Regions from separate parts of the Hordeum vulgare genome. Here region 2 is linked to region 1. A link is a contact called in public Hi-C data. All regions are on one chromosome and are shown on one strand. The core of a region is the stretch at or near the end of the contact, and the rest is flanking DNA. Distances in the headings are between cores, read along the strand shown.

Evidence for each region. Hi-C and Micro-C count contacts between places; a contact is called where the count stands out from the background.
Region 2: a contact with region 1 is called in a Hi-C map of leaf, with 2.8 times the contacts expected there. The contact joins the promoter of LOC123443291 here to the enhancer-like site in region 1. A contact is called at or near these places in 2 of 6 Hi-C or Micro-C datasets (leaf and seedling).

Annotation. Positions count from the first base shown.
Region 1 is chr3H:144,790,623-144,794,434 of MorexV3_pseudomolecules_assembly, reverse strand. No RefSeq gene overlaps it. Among protein-coding and RNA genes, the nearest start is that of LOC123439692, 150 kb to the right of the region's middle. Within about 2 kb of position 1,369, at least 2 of the 3 cell types and tissues checked have open chromatin away from gene starts, as enhancers often do. A contact at or near this core is called in leaf, where this site is marked.
Region 2 is chr3H:145,131,788-145,135,563 of MorexV3_pseudomolecules_assembly, reverse strand. LOC123443291 (protein NLP3) reads right to left here and starts at 2,377. Exons shown (of 5, transcript XM_045119627.1): 1 at 1,956-2,377; 2 at 230-789; 3 at 71-118. The coding sequence starts at 2,244.

The sequences.
Region 1 (3,812 bases), core at 120-2,619:
GAGTCTGCAGCGAGAGTTAAGGACGCTCCGCGTGAATCGCTCTAGTTACTCGGCCAAGCCAAATTTCAGCCTGCCTTGTTTGATGAAGTTTTATCTTACTTTGGCTTGTTTTAATTTTCTCCTTTTTTTCTTCAGTTTTTTGTGCTTTTCCTTTCCTGGTCTGAGTTTTTCTCCTTTTTCTCTTTTCCCTTTCAGGCAATATGTAAGACTTCCTTAGAGTCAGGTAACCCTTTTTAAAGAAATTACATGAACAATTGTTTAGCATGTATGAACAATTACTCTCAAATATATGATTTTTTTCAAATACATTGTTTTTAACTTCGACATGGATGAACATTTTTATAAATATGAGTTGAACATCGGTATTTATACATACGAACATTTACATGCATGTACGTGAACATTTTGTATTTTCCAATGTACATTTATATTTCTCCATTACTAACTTGATTTTTCTGTTTATAAATTTATTAAATAAATGACTTTTATACATCTTATATAAAAATAAGTAAAAGAGCAGTACGAGTAAATATATTCAAGTGTCAGTCTCTTATACGACGCTATAGGCGGCATATAAGACCTCCCACCAGTTAAACACTATTTCTCGCTTATAGCAACTAATAGCAGTCCCTCTCGTACAGGGCCTCGAATGTTTGAATAGAATGCAAATTCTATTTTGTTGGCCGGGCCTCAAATGTTGGCCGGGTCTCGAATGTCGGCCAGTTAACGTGCATTTTGTTAACTAGCGCATGTGGCGTTCGTAAATGGGTCAGCCCATCTGGCCGCCATTTGATGTTTTTCTTTTCAAAATTGTATGACTTATTTGAATATTGATGATTTTTTTTGAAATTTCAGCCAATATTTTTTAAGATTAATCAACTTTTTTGAATATATTTTGAATTTTTTGAATATTGATGATTTTTTATAAATTTCAGCCAATATTTTTTAAGATTGATCAACTTTTTTGAATATCTTTGGATTTTTTTGAATTTTGATGAACATCTTTTTCAAAATGGATGAACGTTTTTTCAGTTCAATGAACTTTTTATAAAAATAAAAGAACTTGTTTTGAATTTTATAAACATTTTACAAATTTGTTAACTTTTTCAAAAGTTAACGAACTTTACCTAAACTGGATGAATTTTTTTCATTTTCAATGAACGTTTTTTCAAGTTGATGAACCTTTTTTAAATATATGATTTTTTTAAATGAATGAACCTTTTTTTTTCTTTAAATCTGTTAACCTTTTTTGATTTCAGAATTATACTTTCGAACAAAAAAATCAAAATAAAAACTGGAAAGGATTCTAACGGGCTGACCCATGCTAACAGTGTTGCAGGCATCGGATTGTCGCGCGTGCAGCGCTGCCTAGGAGCTCCCCGAATGTTGAGGCACATAGCTTAGCCGAAATTTGTCATTCCTTGGATCAGGGATGTCACCTTTGGTTTGACCAATCTCATGATTCATTTTGTACCTCTCTTATGGTCAACTTTGATCAATAAAGCATGGAGGGTACTCTAGAAAAAAAAATAGCAGCCGCTAGCCTACACCACTCTTCAACCTGGCTAATAGCAATTTCCTTCAGAGGGTTTCATCATCTTGTTTTCCTTTTTATGAAAAAATGTCGAACCCCCGGCTTCTTCATCAATCGATGCATGCAACTATCTTTATTAATTATTTAATAATATAATGTCTGTTTATTTAACCAAAATTTATCCAGTTTTAGCATTTTCCCTATAGGTTTTATTTTTTCATGTGACTTCTTCCTTTTTATTCATGTTTTATTTATTACTATTCCGTTTTCAGTTTCCTTTTATATCCTTCTTACTATTTTTTAGACAAATACATATATATACCTCAATAGCTAACCCTCATTAACCTATTTACCTTGACATGTAGGCATGCCGCCTCATTCTCCAAGATGCATGAATTTCATTTCTATTATGATATTTTTTAATAAGTATTTTACAACTATGCAATAATCAAGGCCAATAAAAACATATGTATTTTTGTTTTTGTTTTCATGTTACTCTAAATATGCATGTACCATACAACCAAATTTTATTAATATATATTGCAAAACATTCCAACAACAACGTGATGGGTTCATCTAAGGTTATTTAAAAGGCGTGAACAATAAAGAAATTGCCGACACAATTTCAAGAAAAAAAACATGAATACCGTTTTTAATGCATCATCATTTTTCATCACACAAATATCTTACGAAAATATGGAACATAATTTATTAATAATAATATCAGCTTGTCTAGAACCCTAGCACTTTTTATAATGTTACTTTAAAATGTTAGAACACTTTATTAAATGGATTAGAATTTCAAAAATAATAATCTATTTTAGTTTCATGACCATATTTCCTCAGTATATGGACATTTTCTCACACACATGTTCATTTTTTTTTCACATCCACTCTTTTGAATTTGTTATTCAAAACTAGTCAATAATTAAATTTCTTCAAAAACACGTATAAAGACAAAAAGAAATATTACCATGATTTTCTGTTAGTTTAAAGCAAATTAACACAACTTTTATCCGATGAACCAAGCACTACATAAAGAATTCAAAAGTTTTCTTTATGAGGAAGTATGTAAATTTTGAAGTTAAATACATCACGGATGCTTTTACTTGTGGGTTGCAATCAGTTTGGCGCGCAAACAGGCAAAATACACAAAAATAATGCTATAACTTGTTGCACGGAGCATATTCGGTGCCTCCATGTGTATGCCGATATATGTGCAGTCCCATGGCATGACAGCTGGCGGTTGGCCCACATGCCTGTGGCTGTGAGGGCCGCGTGCGCTGGATAGTATGGATGCAAGCCTTCTTCTAGAAAACCGTTTGAGATTTAATTAAATATCACAGAAAACCCCTTGCTCTGTAAGCTAATAAGTGAGGAAAAATATAGTGTGGCGTTGAACGGGTTACGAATCTGGGACACTCGGGTTAAATAAGATGCATGCTAGGCGGCCGGACGAACAATACTTTGTGTACAACTGTTAATTGGAAACCTTCCTTTTGAGGGAAACTTATATAGTCTCTGTCGCTTTGCGATCTCCATTCTGTTTTTCATTCAAGTTATTGTTTGGTTTCTATGATATTTAGATTTTTCCATATAAAAATACAATAATTATCAACATGAGATTATTTATTAGTTAATTTTTATTCAATTTTAACAATTATGTACTTCAAAAAGGTAAACATGAACTTCTTTTAAAGTTTATGGAGATTTAAGCAATTCAGCATATATTATAAAATATTGTGTATCTTCATTGAGGACCACAAGAATGCACAATTATTGTGTATCTTCATTGTATTTTTAGAATACATAGTTATTACAAAAATCAACAGCTTTGTATTTTGAAAACTTTTCAACATGTATAAAAAATCATTGTGTAAAAACAGTTCTATAAATCTATTAAACCATGATAAATGTGTTTATAAATATAAAAATAACTTTACACAATAATGTTTTAATAGATGTTGAACATTTTATGAAATAGATGTTGTAATGTTTTTGAATGCATCAAAGAGCATTTTTCATAAACACATTTACAATTTCTTAATACACGTGATTTTTTTTTCAAAAATATGTTGAATATTTTTCTCAAAAGCACTAACAGTTTCTTTAAGTTTATGCCAGTTGTGATGTTTTCTTAAATATCTTCTTTCAAACGGAAAAATAATACCAAAACATAAACATGAAATTGAAAAAAGAGCCTTATGCAGGCCCATAAGAGCGCCATATATCAAAATAAAAATAAGAGGAATACTTGAAAAGGTAAAGAGAAAGTCGA
Region 2 (3,776 bases), core at 1,128-3,627, 340 kb before region 1:
AGAAACACATAAATCAACCCCCCATAGTAAAAACAGCAACTGTTACTGTTCCTATTGGTTGGATGCTAACCTGAACATTTGGATGCTCCAATATCTCGGTGCTTTTAAGATTTACTGCCTGCATATAGCACAAATATTATTGCTAAGAATATAATGTCCACAATCTACATATCCAAGCAATGCCTCATGTGACATAAAAGAAACGTGATGGGACAAAGAAAACACTAACCTCAAGAGCTTTGCAGACTTTATCGACCTCATCAGCATAGTTTATCTTCTTCGATGTCATTATAAGTTCAACGACAGCAATACATGATTGAACAGAAGGATCAAAAACAGGCAAGGCAACAGTACCATGAACGTTGTAACTGATGGCATGGTTAAGGCGTGGGTACTCGGTGCTGCTATAATACTGCACATTTGGTGTCCACTCAGGCACCTTTTGCTTGTAGACACGCCCAGGTAATCCAAGCTCTCCAGCATTATCTCCGTCTACTGAAAACATGTACATCATGGATACAGCCCTGTACTGAAGCAGCCCAATGCTCTGGTGGTCAAGTACAAAGGGTTGTCCTGATGTAGTAAGCACATAGCGATCTCCACTCTTAACCGGCGCCCAAACCTGGACCAACAAGTGTTGATCTGTTGACTCCTTGAAGTACCTGAGAGCATGAGTCAGCTTCTCCTTGAACAAGCATGAGCTGTTCGTGCTATCGTCATGCAGAGCTAGGTTAAATTGCCATTTGTTGTTAAGACGTTCGGTCTTCTTAATTGGCGTGTCCGAATTCCCTAGTTAGCAGAATGGAATGCAGTATTGTAAGGGAAATGTGGCTAGGAACATAATAAATAAGAAAGGAATGCCATTAAATTAGCAATACAATTATCTATGAATCATCCATCCAGTCTAACACATTACGCTCATGTAAATATGTGACAAGCGATACCTATTTCATGAACGGAAAATATGTTGCCGAAAAGCCATAAAGTTTGTTAACTGCAACGCATGGATGCTTACAGTAAAGTGAAACAAATCAACAGTAGCACACACACAATCATCAAGCCAAGCGCATTTCTTGAAACACCAACCAACGAAATGGAGAGGTCCTAGTTTATTTAGCACGGCAAAGTACATCTCATTGTCTCCCTTGTAAAAATACTAACAATAATGTAATGAGACAAAGTAAGGCCTTATCCAACAGCTTCAACTTTGAATACAATCTAGTATGTGCGTCATACCCCACCACTAATGTATATCTAGTACTAAATACCGCTTTAGAGGCATCATACCACCACTAATAAGGGGCACCGCAAAAAAGCAGTATACGGCACTGGGTAAAGTAAATGACTCATGCAACAATAGCACAAGAAAATGACACCCTTTCTGTATGCATATATATAGTAATAATACAGTAATTGGAAAGTACCTCCATACGCCTAGTGGAATCCAATAAGCTATCAACCAATATTTTTCCAATCATTTGCATAAGAAAGCACGCATTACCCCCACGTAGTCAGACCCAGACGGAAAGCCGGGCTTGTTCACACTAATTAAACACGGCAAGCCTATCACTGCAACAAAGCTGATGAAGCTTTACAACATTTTATCCGCCTTGTTTGGATTAGCAAGCAGAAATATTCTACTATTTCCCCGAGAGATTTATGAGCCGAATCATATGCAGCCGAGAAACGTGCCAAAAGGAGCCCCCCAAAAAAGTCAAACGCAAAGCTGGGAAACTTCGCGGATCGTACAGAGAAGATAAGGACTAGGATAACAGCAAGATTCCAGCTGCCCCTCTGTTCCAGCTCTGGAGCAGAAAGATTCCGTCGGCAGGCCAAGCCAGAAATAGGAGAACAAAATCACGAACCCCTCTAATGAACGTCCCGTACGATCCAGGAAGCAGCAGACGAAGCAAGGATCGATACCAAGCGATGAAGCGAGGTATGATGAGGCTTACCGGAGCGGGCTCGGTGGCAGACCTCCTCCGCGACGGCGGCGGCGACGGCGGCAGTGTTGTCCGGCGCCGCGGCGGGCGCAGGGCCCACCTCGATGGGCATCATCTGGCGGTCGTCGAAGAGCCAGAGCGGCGAGGGCGGGGTAAGCCACGAGGAGGAGGCGACGGGCAGCGGGTGGAGCGGCGGGGAGGAGGAGACGGAGGAGAAGAAGAGGGACGTGGTGAGCGAGTCGAAGGGCCACAGGTCGCCCCCGCCGTCCGCGTGGGAGACGGAGGAAGGGTCGATGTCCATGCCGCACCGCTCGCGCGCTCCCTCCCTTCAGGCCGCTGCTGGTTGAGGTGCGGTGCGTCGGCGGCGGCGGCGGGTGAGGAGGCGGCGACGGGACGGGGAGAGGAGGAGGGGAGGCAGCGGGAGCTGGGGTGCCATATGTGGGGGAGGGGAGGGGAGGGGGGGATCAAATGTGGCTGGTGGGAGATGTGGCGGGTAGTGGACCAGAATAATATTAAGATAATGCGGGGGCGGACAAGTGGGACGGGGATCTGCTGCGGGCTCGCTTGCTACTGGGTGGAATCGCACACGCATGTCCGGAGGTGGCGATGCTATTCCTTTCCTCTTCTTCTTTTTTTCTTTTTGCTAGGGGGCTCCCGGAATCTACCCAGCACAAGTGGGCGACGGGGGTGGTGGCCCACTCGTGTCTATGATACTTCTGGCAATGTGTTCTTGTCTATCATTTGGAGATGTTCGATGATGTTCCCTGGATAAAACTATCCACTATACCGTGTTTTAGTTAGAGATAGTATGGTTCGAGTATATTGATTATTAGAAAAAGCATAAGATAAGTTAGGACTTATTCTATCTTATTTTGTACTTTAAGTTGATCATTATACTCCTAAGCTCAAGCAATACAACAATCATTTCACATATCCCTCTCCTCCCTTTTAACATGGTGTGCGACCGATCTGTCTCGTCGGTCACGGGCGCCTCCACAAGTCCCATGAAGATTGTCTCGAGTACAACGTGCCCTTCACCGATCGAGCATCAAGTTGCCGCCGTGTCGCCCTGTTGAGTCGCAGCGTCGTTGCCCCTTGGTTCTCCCGCGGCTGCACCGACTCGGCATTGCCGCTACATCGCCCCTTTGGGTTGTACTGTCGCAACACGCAGTCCTCGCGGCCCCTGAGTCACCGCTACATCGCCTCTTCGGATTGTAGCGCCATGACACGCGGTCGCCGCCGCCGCCCGAGACCATCCCCATGGCTGCACCGTCCCACGCACCGCCGCTACGCCGCCCCTTGGGCCGTCCCGTCGCGGTCCACGCCGCCGCCCCGAGGTCTTCCCGTCATCGCCCCGACCCACGCATTGTCGCTTCATCGCCCATCGGGTCGTAGCGCCGCGGTGCGCGGTCCACTCCGCCATCCCCGCGCGTCGACTTCTTGTGGTATGTGTCGCTCCATCTCCGTCGGCGTGGGAACGCCATCGTCCGCGCCGGTCTTCGTCACACTGTCGGGTTCTTCCTCGCCTTTCGAGCATCACCGTCGCGCTCCTAACTAGCCATTGTCGCCGCCGTCAGGCCGCCGCCGCCACTCTCCTTCGGCGCCGTTGTAGCTCGCTCACCCGAGCCGCGCTGCATGTCCACCCCCTTCATCTCCGTCCAGCACCAGCTCATCATCGGTGTTGTCATCGTCTACCCCGACCACTTCGTCTACTCCGACCACCGCGAGAAACATGCCCCCCACCTATTTGTGTCGCAACCATCATCGAGTCCTTCTCTGCTAGCCTCCTCGACATGGCATACAAGTTTTGTGCAGGTCCCCGTCTACGCATGC